Regions from separate parts of the Sus scrofa genome. Here region 2 is linked to region 1. The links are chromatin contacts, called in public HiChIP or PLAC-seq maps. All regions are on one chromosome and are shown on one strand. Each heading gives the region's core, a stretch centred on a gene start, on an enhancer-like site or on the middle of the called end of the contact. The rest is flanking DNA. Distances are from core to core; before and after follow the strand shown.

The links. HiChIP or PLAC-seq counts read pairs in DNA pulled down with a chosen protein or histone mark.
Region 2: a contact with region 1 is called in an H3K27ac HiChIP or PLAC-seq map of alveolar macrophages. The contact joins two enhancer-like sites. A contact is called at or near these places in 2 of 2 datasets of contacts at active chromatin or transcription factors (alveolar macrophages and skeletal muscle).

What each region holds. Positions count from the first base shown.
Region 1 is chr14:114,589,399-114,596,554 of Sscrofa11.1, reverse strand. The region is part of intron 6 of SH3PXD2A (SH3 and PX domain-containing protein 2A); the gene reads left to right. Among named protein-coding and RNA genes, the nearest start is that of NEURL1, 160 kb to the right of the region's middle. Within about 2 kb of position 5,419, at least 18 of the 83 cell types and tissues checked have an H3K27ac peak or open chromatin away from gene starts, as enhancers often do. A contact at or near this core is called in alveolar macrophages, where this site is marked.
Region 2 is chr14:114,796,853-114,803,228 of Sscrofa11.1, reverse strand. No RefSeq gene overlaps it. Among named protein-coding and RNA genes, the nearest start is that of SH3PXD2A, 23 kb to the right of the region's middle. Within about 2 kb of position 1,573, at least 2 of the 83 cell types and tissues checked have an H3K27ac peak or open chromatin away from gene starts, as enhancers often do. A contact at or near this core is called in alveolar macrophages, where this site is marked.

The DNA.
Region 1 (7,156 bases), core at 4,170-6,669:
TAACCTCCGACCTTCATGCCCCCATATGAAAAATGGGAGTGGGGGTAAAATAGTGCCTGCCTCTAATAAATGGAATGAATCAGCAGAGGGCCCGGCACATAGCAAGCCCTTGGTGATAGAGGCTGCCATTGTTGCTATTTTCATCATTGATAGGTTCAGGAAGGAGGGGAGAAATTGGTCTTAGCTTGCATTTGAGAGTAATAGACCCACTTGAATCATTTGTTTTCATTCTGTGAGTCCAGGGCCTGGCCCCAGCAGAGAACCTAGACCTTTTACGCAATTAAGAATCCCATTGCAGGGAGTTCCCATTGTGGCTCAGCCAGTTATGGACCCGACCAGTATCCCCGAGGATGCTCGTTCGATCCCTGGCCTCATTCAGTGGGTTAAGGGTCTGGTGTTGCCGTGAGCTGCGGTGCAGGTCACAGATGAGGCTTGGATCCTGCATTGCTGTAGCTGTAGTGTAAGCTGGCAGCTGTAGCTCCTATTCCATCCCTAGCCTGGGAACTTCCATATGCAGCAGGTGCAGCCCTAAAAGGAAAAAAGAAACAAACAAACAAAAAAAGCTCAGAATCCCATTGCAGAATATTCTGTAGAGTTAAGAACACAGACTCATTAGCCAGAGTGCCTAGTTTCGTGTCCCAGCTCCGCCAGCCTTAGACAAGTCCTTCATTTCCTTGTGCCTTAGTTTCCTCGTGTGTGAAATGGGTATAATGATGGTACTTCACCAGGTTGTTTGAGGCTTGAATATGAGTTGTTATATATGAAGTATCTGGTGCAGGAAACACTCAGAGTTAAGTTGTTTGTCGTGAGTAGAAGACAGCACTGTGGGTGTCCAGCTCTTGAACAGGAGAGACCCTGGCTTTGGTGTTTGCCCTCCTCCAGGAGAGACTCGGCTCATCAGAGGGTGAGGGCAGGGTGTGCAGTGTCTAATAATTGCCAGTCAGCCTCCCAACAACCCGGGCAGGTGCTCTGGTTGCTCCCTTTCATAGACCAGGAGAGGTAGGTCACCTAGCCAGGTAGACACAGGATTCAAATCTGGTCCTTCTGATCCAGACCTCTTTCTGCTAAGGTCTGTTTCCCAGAGCCAAAACCTGAGGGAGCCACAGGTGAGCAGGACTGGGCTCTGGAGACCTCTATTTAGCAGGAGGTTTCACAGACTGGGAGGGGGCCCTGCGGTTTCTCGAAGGAACCCACTGGTCATGAGGGATTCTTAATTGAGTAACAGGTCCCTTTGCAGGGTGTAACTGATCTCCCCTTAATTTCTCTTTGCATGAATTTGGTTTTTAATAAAGTATACTGGCTTTTTTTCTTTTTTGGCCTCTCTGAAGCATATGAAATTCCTGGGCCAGGGATCAGATCTGAGCCACAGTTATGAGCTAGGCCACAGGTGCGGCAGTGCCAGATCCTGGCCAGGAACCGAACCTGTGTCCCGGGGATCCAAAGGCACTGCCGATCCCATTGCTCTGCAGTGGGAACTCCAGAGTGGACTGGCTTAAAGCAAAACCTGCCTGTAGGTAGGTTCCGGCTACCGTAAAAAGTTAGTCTTCCTGCCTTCTTTTATAGAGGAGGCAACTAGGAGAGGGGCTCTTGCCTGCCCCAGGTGAGCGATGGGCCGGACCTGGCCTCCTGCTCAGCACACTCCCGCCAAACTGTGCAGTGAGGCAGAGGTGTGAGGGTCATGGTGAAGCAGAGAAAGCAGGTCTGTAAAGCCCCGGTAGTGTCATCTTCCCCAGGACAAAAGCCCCAGTAGGACATAGAGCAGAACAGGGCTCTCTCTTGACCCTGGCCTGCCCTGCTTACCGGGCACAGAGGAAACAGGCCAGGAACAAAGCAGATGGCAGCAGCCTTCACTCCCCTCCTGAAGGCTTCCATTTCTTTTAAGCGATTGCTGGTCCCAGCCCTGGAGAGTTCACGGCTTAGCTGAGAAAGCCGTCTGTTCCCAGGGATTCCTCAACAAATCCAGGGATGGGTCGTCATCCCAAAGCAGCGGGCTTCAAATAGAAGGGGCTGAGGGTGGGGCACTAGCATAGATGGGAGGGGCCAAGGTTGTGTCCTGGACGATGAAGGGATGGGGTGAGCAGAGGGGGGGGAGCGGGTGCCCCTGGTAGAAGACAAGGGCTCAGAGGCTGGGATGAGTTTGAGAAAGTTAAGGGCAGGAGAGGTGTCCTGCCTGGCAGGAGTGAAAGGCTAGGAAGGGATGCATCTTGAAAGGAAACATGCGATTGTGTATCAGCAAGACTTGTCAAAGCCATTTCCGAGGCTTTCTTTTCTGCCCCAGCCACCCAACAGGGAAAAAGGCCCAGGCTCCTTAGAGAACATGGCCAAGACATTCCTCCAACCGCCTGTTCCAAAAGCGATCATGTCTCGTGAAGGCATTGCGTTCTGGCATCTTACCCGGGCTGGTGTTTTTAAATAATTTTTATTTTCGTGGCTCTGGGTCCTCAGCCTGATGTCACTCTTGGAGTTCGAAACCAACTAATTGGAAATGAAAGGAGGCTGATTGAGTTGGCAGCTCCACAGCCAGCCCATGTGGCAGTGATGTGATGGAGAAAGTGCATGTCTGTGCCGTGACTCCCCCCCCAACCCCCAGCAACAGGCAGTGTTGGTCCCGCTGCCTACTGGCTTAGACCCATGGACATACGAAGCAGGGGTGGGGGAGGGGAGGGCTCCCCAAATCCTGGAATCCCAGATCTCACCCCCAGGAAGGAGGCAGCTAGCTGGTAAGTGGCCTTGATTTCTTCAGCCCCACTTAGCTTCTTTCTGCCCTCCTCATTCCTATCACCTGGCTTCTGCTGGGAAAATGGGAAGATGGTCGGGAAAGGGACAGCATGTGCAAAGGCCCAGAGGTGTGCTGAGAATCCTGAGCCTGCTTGTTGAAGCACAGAGTCCCAGGCCTTGCCCAGACCATCTCTAGGGGTGGTGCCCAGAAACACCAGGCAGTCTTGATGGGGCTCCACAGGGATCCTGAGATCAAGACAGGGTTGGATTTGGTCTGGGTCGTGCACATGGGTTGATGGCGCTGCCTTCAGGGGAGGCAGACAGTGAGGACGCAGAAGAATCGGAACCCCCAGGATGGACGGAGACGAGACGGCGCTGTTCCTTGAAGGTGCCATTTAGCTGTGTCCTAGGTCAGGGAGATAGGCCAGTGGGGGTGGGGGAGGGGCAGCCGGAGATCACCAGCCCCGCCCCGGCCTTGGGGAGTGGCCATCCCAAGAGCCTGCCCAGCCTCTGACATCCCTTCTGGCTTCGTCAGGGGCAGTGACGAGACCTCATCTGCCCAGCCGACAAGGTTTTTTTCTCCTTCTGGGCAGGAAACACCCACTTTGTGGTCCAGCAAAGAAATGCTTCCCGCCGTGGCCCTCAGCCAGAAAACAACTTGTTCCTCACTTGGGCTCTTTGGTTTACAGACATGTGACAAGAGAGGCAACATTTCCAGGAATGACAAAGCCAACGGAAAAACAAAGATTTGGGGGGAAATGTGCATTACTTACTGTTTTAGCACCTTTTTCTGATCTAAAGTTACTTTGTTCAGAAACCGAAATGTGGCGTGTGTAAGTCAGCTGCTCGTGACATTTTTATAATCGGTTGACTTTGAAATGTGACGGCAAAGGAAACTGTTTCCAAAGTTTCGGTAAAACTTAGACGTTTGCAAGGAAAAAAGGTTTTTCCCCCGACTCTTTTCTGCTTTGCCCTCTGGATCTTGTCACTGCCACGTGTGACCCACGCAGCTGGTATGAAGATGTATTTGGTTTAAGGTTAAGAACGTTAGCAAACATCTTGTTAATGTTTCTTCTACCGAGAAAACTGGGCCACATCAGAAAGTCCCTTCACTTCCCTGTGCTCGAAAGGAAGAGCCACCACCTCTTCGAGATGTTCCCCCCAAGAAAGATGCTCCCCCCTGACGTTGCGTTTGGCTAATGGATGCCGTGTTGGAGAAGGCCCCTGCCAGGGTCTGGGGGCTGCCTTTCCTGTTAGCCAGGGACTCGCCCTCAGCCCCAGACCTTTTAGGCTCCTTGAGTGCTGGGTCAGGGTCAGGGTCAGGTACATAACTGTTCCCGGCAGGAGGGTCAAGCTGTGATGACAGACTAGTGACAAGAGGCCAAATTAAGACTGTCTTTGTATGTTGGCAACTGCCCCCTGGGGGAAACCTTGCAAACACAGATGTTAACATCCCTTATTCCCTGTAGGGACAGGTTCTCCTGGTCTGTCACCTCTGCCATACACAGTCCCAGGGGCTCCGAGAGCCCTCTGTCAGTTCCTCATTTGCATTTGGTCACAGGGTTGTGAGTAAGAGGGCCCTTTCCCCAACTTCTTCAGTGACCTCGGTTGCTCTCTCTACTCTAAGCCCAGGACTCTGTGTCCACTAGCAGCAGCTCTCCCATGGGCAGGGCTGGGGGAATGCTCGAGGGCCAAGTTGATAAGAAGCAAGTTTCCAAATGGATGCTGGTACCATACTCTCCTTCTAGGATTGGGTGGTTCCTGCCAGACCTGTAGTTGACCTCACTGGCTCTGGCCGTGGCTGGAGTGTAGATTTGTCCAGTGAACATCTGGGTACCTCCTCTGTGCCAGGCCTTGCGGTCCCAGCCCAGGGATACCGAGGTGGATACCATGAGGCCCATGTCCAAGTGCTGCGATGGGAGAGGGGGTCTGAGGGAGCCTCCCCGGGGCGGGGGGGAGGGGGGGCGGCGAGGCACAGCCTGCCTGTGGGTGCGGTGCCAAGCAAGCCTTTCCAGCCCTGGTTCCCTGAGGTTTTTAAATGAGTCAGCCCGGAGAAGAGGGAGAACAGCCTGCAGAGGCATCTGGTCAGTCTCAGCATTGGGGGTGCGAACATGCCACGTCCTCTAAGCTGGGCCAGGGCAGGTCTGCCGCATCCCCAGAGTGCCTGCTGGGGGTGCTGCCAGAGTTACTACTCAGCCACGCAAGCCATTGAAGCTTAACGGGTCTAGTTATAAAATTAAATCAGGTGCTTGGGTTGGCGAGATCTTGCCCCAAAGGTCACCTCTGACCGGTTCCTTAATGTTAGGAGGACTCTGGCTTCAGTGGTCTCCTAGGGATGCATGTCCTGCCTGCAAAAGGAGGGCGTGAATCCTGATTCCTTACAAATCCACGGCTGTGGCCCATCCAGCTGGGTTCCCGGCACTAGGCAGTGCTCATTAAATATCAAAGAGATGGGTCAGGAAGGGCTCTTCATCCAGTGGGTCTCCCTAGTGGTTGATGATTGCCCAGGATTGACAGGACAGAGAAAGAGCAGCCCTTTCAAGTCTCAGGTGAAGACCAGGGAAGGGGGCAGGAGTCCCTCCTTGCCTCATGTGCACAGCAAGCCAGGCAGTGCAGGAGTTTCCTTCCAGCCTTCTTCCCTGAGTGGAAGCTCAGCTTTAGGCAGTGCTAAAGGGTTAACTTCCTGCTCCCCAGAGGGCTCGCACACTCCTGACCCACTGGTCCTCCAGGCCCTCCCAGCTGCGCCCTCCTGGGCATAGCTTGATCACATGAGAGCCAGATGTGGGGATTTCCCAAGCAGTGATTTTGTGTGTGTGTGCGTGTGTGCTCGCGTGCAGCTAGCTGCATACACACACACACTCTCTCTCTCTCTCCCTCCCTCTCTCTCTCTCTCTCTCTCTCTCACTCACTCACTCTGTTTACGTGGCATCTGAGAGCTCAGGGGATTGGTCCAGACCATGCAAAACAGGAGAGGGATGGGGCCGAGGAGGGGCCCCAGGCTCTGGGCACCCACCCTGGAAGGCTACGCTGAGCCCCGCTCCCACCAGACATCATAGATAAGCCAGTTGTTTTCGCTCAGACTCCCATTTCCTGCAACATCCATCTTGCCATAGACCATATTGGTTATGGATACATTTTTTAAAAAAATCTCTTTGAAGGGCTTTAGAGCAGATGCTGGAAGCCTGCAGCCTTCCAGGGATGTTCTGTGGCGTCGGAGGCCTGCTGTGAGTTATTCTGTGCAGCACCAGCTAGGGAGGCTCAGGGTCTTTCCTGGCCTGAGGGTGCCTGTGTGTGCCTCAGGCCATCCCAGGCAAAAGCTAGACTAGAGATAGTGCAGGGCCCTTTGTGCCAAGAAGGCCCCGGAGCAGGAGGGTGAGCGCGGCCTCAGTTTCCCCATGAAACCCTTGGGTCCAAGGGTTTTTTCCCAGCAGCCAGGACTTTCTGGGCACTGCCTCCTGTTCCATGTGCGGCGAGGATACTGGGGGTTAAGACCCTGGAGGAACTTCAGATCTGATTGGAGAGACTCAAAACAAATGTGGGTTAGGCACCTACTATGTGCCAAGCACTTGCTGCGACTTCAGCACTATCCAGACAGTCTGGAGCCACCTGACCTGATCAGTGAACAATATAGAGATCCTGCCCAGGACCAGATGAGGGGCTCCAGCAAACCTCGGAAAGGGGGGTCATGCTCAACCTCAGTTTGCAGGTGAACTCTGCCCTTGGCCCCTGCCCCCTCATCCCCACCCCCATCCCCCTCTGGCAGTGTCCAGCCAGATGTCTGCTGAGACATTATGAACCCTGCTCCAAAGGTGGGGTCCAGTTGCAGATCCGAGGCCTCCAGGTCTCAGCCCTGCTGCATCCCTCTGCCTCATGAGCCCTCACCCAGGGCCCCTGCCTGCTGAATCTGCCCCTAGCCTGCCCTCTGGTCAAGTCTGGGCAGCCTGGGGCAGTGAGGATGCACTTGAGTGGCATTTGAGTGCCTGACACTGCCAGGCAGGTGGTTGAGAGAGCCACACCGCCTCCCCCAAACCTACGTGACTCCTGAAGCAGTCAGGAACTCCCGGAAGAGTGTCTGTGATGTCTGTGACTCTGTCCCGAGGCTGGAGGGTCTGTTGGTCATGGCCAGGGGCCTCCAGCTATGCACGTAGTAAATGCCCATTAAATATCTCATGGTTGATTGACTGATAATCTGATAGCAGGAATCCTGTCTGGAGAAAACGAGACAGTCCTCTCTTGTGGCTCTGGGGTGGCACGGTCAGGCCTGGGTCCGCTGCTGTTGACTCCATGTCTCACTCAGGGCTCTGGTGGAGACTGAACCGGGAAGGTGGGGGGCTGGAGCCCCAGCGGCTGCTCATCCTGCATCCCTAGCCTGTTCCTGCTGCTGCCGCTGCCTCACCCTCACCGGCTGGTGGGTGGGAGAATTGGAGGGGAGATGTCC
Region 2 (6,376 bases), core at 324-2,823, 210 kb before region 1:
ACATGACAGTTCATCTGGAATTCTGTGACAGATCCAACAATAGGCACAACGTGGTGCTCAATAAACATGTCACTTATTGAGTGCCAACTGTGTGCAGGGCATCTTGCGAGGTGTAGAGGGGGGATGCCAAGACCAAGCTCCAACCTTGTGTTCAGGGTTGGACCTGAACCCCTTTCAGTCAAGTGGATCATGAGCACATGCCTACATGATTTACAACCTATGGATGCATATGTGTCCTAGTTGACCCTCAGAGTTTAAGCATTTTATGCCAACATTTTAAGAAATTGGCTACTGTCTGTATTTTTAAAAAGTTTGTGTGTCTGTCTGTCTGTCTGTCTGTCTATCCCACAGGCCACAAAAGAAACTAGTATCACGTGTGGCTTCTTCAGAAAGGGAATTGAAACTAGAAGTGTGTGGGAGACTTATTGCAATATTTTGTAATTTTTTTAATGTGTAAAATGTTAGAACTATAAATAAACAAACAAGGGAAGGGGAAATTCACATAAAAATCTAGATTTCTGGATTTTTCTTGACAACTCAGATTTTTTTTTTTTTCCCACTGTACAGCAAGGGGGTCAGGTTATCCTTAGATGTATACATTGCAGTTACAGTTTTTTCCCCCACCCTTTCTTCTGTTGCGACATGAGTATCTAGACATAGTTCTCAATGCTATTCAGCAGGATCTCCTTGTAAATCTATTCTAGGTTGTGTCTGATAAGCCCAAGCTCCCGATCCCTCCCACTCCCTCCCCCTACAACTCAGATTTTTGACAGTACCAGGACCGTTTAGTCTGGACACAGAGTGTGAGTGGGGAGAAGGGTAGCATTAAAAGATGTTGAGCTGAGAGCTGGCATCAGATTCACAATTTGGAAAGACTGTTTTGGCAGCAGAGTGGAGGAGCATTGCATGGGGCAAGTGTAGGCGCAGGTAGACCAGAGAGACGTGACTGCAGTCACCCGGGGAAGGGGAGCAAGGGCTTGAATTGGGACAGCGGCCCAGAGGCAGATGTCAGAGACCTGAGTGAAACCACTGAGGTGGATAACCCACTTAGGAGTGAAGGAACGTGGAAAAGGCCAGGGTGACGCCCAGGTTCTGCAAGGCAGACCAGTGATTGCCGCACGTCTTAGATGAATGGAAGGGAAAGAAGGCTCAGGAGACCTGTGGGCCTTCTCAGCTGGAATCAGCAGAAGTGCTGAAAGAGGGCATCTCCTGAACTGCAGGGAAAGGCCCACGTAGGAAATGCTGCCTGGGGGCAATTAGCTCCTCTCCCCATTCCAGGCATCAGTAGTGATTTACCAGAGAACATGGTCTCTCTGGAGAATGCAGCATGGGAGCACCAGAACTCCAGACAGAGAAGCTCAATGCTTGTGGTTAAAAGAGGCACCAACTGAGAAGTAGTTGAAACCATGTTCCTTTAGGGAACAGATTTTCTTGGATCTGTATGCATCCTTTACAGTTTTATTAGTCACTGCTAAAGCCCTTTTGGGTCTCGGAGCCGCCTGGCAGGGTGCTGTCCCTGGGAGGATTACCTTGAGCAACGAGCCCCAAACAGCAACCGTGCACATCAACAAGCTGGGCTGCCCTGGCAACACCACCATCCAAGGGGAGGGGCCCTGAGGTTTTGGACAGCCACTGGGCGAACCAGCCTGGAGCTTCTGTGATTCTCTTTTCCTATCTGTGACAAAGTTTGATCGTGTTTGCTACTTGAATCAGAGTTGAAAATATTTTCCCTTTGAGACTTGGTGGCTGGATACCAATTTATTGACACTGTGGCTTCACCTCAGACTTAATCCATGATGTATCTAATGTTTAAAGTAAAATCACACTAGTGTTAAATAATACATTGATGTTAATGATAGCTAACTAACTATCCAACGGTTATGCACCAATCACCCAGCCCAGCTTAAGTCTTCACGTAAACCTAAATAGATAGAGACTATTATCATTCCCATTTTACAGATGAGGAAATTGAGGCCAACACTACATTTCCCAGGGGTATGCAACTAATAAGTGGAAGAGCCAGGTTTCTACCCAGGGAGCTCAACTACTAGGCTGTTTTGCTTTCAGGACCAGAGAAGCCTGTTCTGTGGTGGCCCTGAGCTGTGAATTCAACACAGTGTCTTCAAATTTAGGTTGACATATAAATTTTATTTTTGCTATAGCTAAGCCTACCCTGAGCACACCACTTCTGATGATAAAGGATTTATGGGATGCTGGGCTGAGTAGGTGGGGTGACATCAGGTCACAGTGGTGGCAGAGAGGGAGCAGGTGTTTACTGAAGCATGTAGGAGACCTGGGACAAGGCAGCAAACCTTCCTACCTGAACTGCAGTAGGGCCCCAGAGGGACCAAGAGAATGTGGTTCAGTAACCTCCATGGGGTTTGGTTTAGCCCATGCAGTACTGGTATTCTCAGGGTTTTTAAAATATTAAAAATGTCTAATGATGAAATATTTTATACATACAGAAAATAATAAAGCAGAAAGCCTAGATATCACTAAGATGAAATAGCTGTTAACATTTTCTCATATATACTTTAGTTCTCTCTCTTTAAAGAAACATAATGTTAAAGATACAGATACATTTTTTGAAAAAGAAAGAAGAAGCGGGGGTAGTTCTCTTGTGCTGCAGTGGGTTAAGGATATGGCACTGTCACTGCTGTGGCGTGGGTTTGATCCCTGGCCTGGGAACTTCCACATGCCACGGTGTGGCCAAAAATAAGAGAGAGAGAGAGAGAGAGAGAAATACAGAGAAAGGCAACCGCATTCTGTCTTTGCCTCCATTCTCACAGATAACAACTACCTTGAGGTTGATGTGCATCATTTCCGTGCAGGTATTTTATTGTGGCCTAACTTAAAAGTAGCAAACTGTACAAGTCTTAATCATACAGCTGGATGAATTTTTACATGTGTATACTCCCAAAAAAAGATATAGATCAATGACATATCCAGGACCTCAGGGGGCTCCTCTGCGTCACATTTCAAAAAGAAGGTGACAGAATTGTCAATATTTAAAAGTTTAAAAATCTAAAGATTTAAAGTAAAAAATCAAAATTTCTAGCTTCTCTTGAAATTTTGGAAAGCCTGACCACACTCAGCTCACCTTCTGGCTTGGAGACAGAGTAGGTCTGCCCGCTTTAGAGGAGGTGTGAGCTGCTCAGTTGAGCTACTGCATCCACCATGTCCTCTTGGTGTATCCAGCCCACTTCATTCATTTACATCTGCTAACCTGTGACTCATCCCCTGAAGGGTGCCACCATATTTATAATATTTCAAAAGTGCTGCAAAGATAACAAGGCTGAGAAAAATTGCCTTAGCCATTCTAAGAAAGGCGGAGTTAAAGAAAAATATCCTCCTCTCCTCATCTGCTAGGTGATTTGGGAAGCTGCTGACCATGCCATTAAACAAAAAGGAACCTGATTCTCCAGGTCTTTGCTGCTTAAAGTGAGGTCCTTGGAACAGCAGCACCAGCATCATGCAGGAGCATGTTAGAATTGCAAAATCTCAGTTCCCTCCCCACACCTACTATACTATACTAGTCTACTAGGGCTGCAAGTAACTAAGTACCACAGACTAAATGGCTTAAAGAATGGAAATTTATTTTTCACAGTTCTGGAGGCTTAAAGTCCAAGACCAGGGCATCAGCAGGGTTGGTTTCTTCTGAAGTCTCTCTCTTTGGTTTGCAGGTGGCTATCTTCTCCCTGTGTCTTCACATGGTCTTTCCTCTGTGTCTGTGTTCTCTTCTTACAAGTCATATTCAATCAGAGCCCACTTCAGTGACCTCATTTTACCTTAATTCCCTTTTTAAAAACCATATTCCAAATATAGTCACCTTCTGAGGTCCTGGCTGTTAAGACTTTGACGTATGAATTTTGAGGGGACGTGGTTCAGCCCATAACACTTCCTAAATCATGATTTACATTTTAATGAGATCCCCAGGGCACTTCTGTGCACATTAAAGTTGGAAAAACACTGTCCAGTGCCTGCTCCCTAGTGGATAAAACACCAGTGCCTCTGTCTGGGTGTGGAGCCAGGGAAAGTAGAAGAAGCTGGAGTGAGTTCTTAGTTTTTAATTATATTACTTTTTTTTTGGGGGGGTGACTTTTTTAGATGAAATTTCCATTCTGCATGTCTGGTATGGTGAGAATACTTCCCTCTTTTCGAAGCTGAAAGAGGTCAATTCCTTCTTGAGGGAGACTCCTTGCTTTATCACTAAGGGGCAGAGACTGCCTGCACTTTGGGGTATGAGAGAAGGTAAGGATGACACGTGAGGCCTGATGAATCAAAGCTGGTGTGAATCTGATCCATGGGAGTTTAGAAGAGCCTCCTTCTGAAACAGGTTGGAATGCTGGCCATGTGACTGCTCTTAGCAGAGGTCCTTTTCATCTGGTCATTACCTGCAAGCTTCCTCTGTCAAAGTACAAGGCATGTCTGTGGGATTTCCTAGAAAGTGGACCAGGAAGATACTACCCTGCATTCCTCCCCCATCTGTACAAGCTCATTTACCACCTCTGGCATAAGCCTGATGCTATGGTGACAGTTACCATGGAGATACTTCTATGCAAGGTTGAAGCTAATCCTGACCCAGACTGTCAATCACAGGGTTTAAACTAGAGATTTTCAAGCTGTGTTCTATAAAACTATAAAGTGCTTCTAGTGTTTCAGAAACATTTTATTCAAATCTCAATTTAAAATATTTTACATTTATTTTTAAAAATTTTTTATTGTAGTTGATTTACAATGTTCCATCAATTTCTCCTGCACAACAAAGTGACCCAGTCATACATCCATATACATTCTTTTTTTTCACATTATCCTCCTTATGTTCCATCACAAGTGATCAGATATAGTTCCCTGTGCTATGCAGCAGAATCTCATTAAATTTATTTTTAAATTATAAAGAATGTATATGTATGAGGAAGAAAAATCAAACAGCATACAGTATGGACTATATACTAAAAGAGGAATGTCCAAATTCCAATCTGACAGGGAAGTTTGTTTAAGGCTAATTCCTCTTACAAATAATACACATAAATTCTAGACCCCTCCCTCAAAAACCCCCTATTTAGGAGTTCTCGTTATGGCCTCAGTGAGTTGAGAACCTGACTTAGTATCCATGAGGATGCTGGCTCGATCCCTGGCCTTGCTCACTGGGTTAAGGATCTGATGTTCTGCAAGCTGCACCGTAGGTCACAGATGCGGCTTGGATTCCACGTTGCTATGGCTGAGGATGTGGCATAGGCCAGCAGGTGCAGCTCCTTTTCAACCCCTGGCCTAGGAACTTCTATACGCCACAAGTGTGGCCCTAAAAAGAAAAAAAACCCTATTTGATGCCACTGGAGAGCATCTAGACGGTAAAGGAAAGGAACCACTCTCTGGGTGAGACCCACATTTGTATAGCTTTTCACTAAGGCAGTCATCCTCAAACTAGAGCTTGTTAAAATACAGACTGCTAGGCTCCATCTCAAGTTTCTGATTCACTAGGTCTGAGATGGGGCCCCCAAACTTGCATTTCTAACCATCCCCCCCCCACCATGTAACACTAAATACTGGTCTAAGGATCACACTTTGAGAACCACAGTCAGCTGACACAGGGTAGAGGTCACTGAGGAACTAAAGCCACAGGTTTATTGACGTTATGATTCTGAGAAGGAGAATACAATCAGAGCGGCTGGAAGTTGAGGTGAAAATTCTGGAAATGAGAGAGTCATAGAGTGGAATCCCCCAAATATGTGTATAAATCCTCCTCAAATCCTTGGCTGACCCTTGAACTGTACGTGTCCAAGTGAGACTCCAAGGAATCCAAGCAGAAAACAACAGCTGGTGGCTGAAAGAGACTGAGCAGATTTTAGCCAATGCCCATCATATGGGTGACAAGAATTTGGAGCCGAAAATCTCACCAAGTTATAGGGGTTTAGTCAACTCAGGCTTTCAATTCAAACCATAGAAGGGCCATACTCCAAGAGTAAAGGCTGCAACTCTGACTATGTTGACCAAGAAATACATCAGGCTGCAAAGAAGAAGAGTTTATTTGGGGTCTTAGTAATAGCAATTCAGGAGACACCGACTCAAAACCAAAAAAGTGTCCCAGAGAAGAGAGAGAGTCAGAGGCTTATGAAGGCAACAGCCACAAGGTTGTTAAAGTTGCCTGGCAAGAATTATGATTGACCCTGACACAAGAAAGGAAATATTTGTCTTTAAGGGTAGGCTGTACACATGTTATTTAGGATCCAATAAATAGATAGTCTGCCATGGCTTATTTTAGGGTAAGTGTCCAAGAAGTATATTGAGTTGCTGGAACATTAGTGTGATATTCTCCAATGCCTTAATTAAGACAATAAAATGTTCAGGGAGTTCCTGTCATAGAGCAATGGAAACA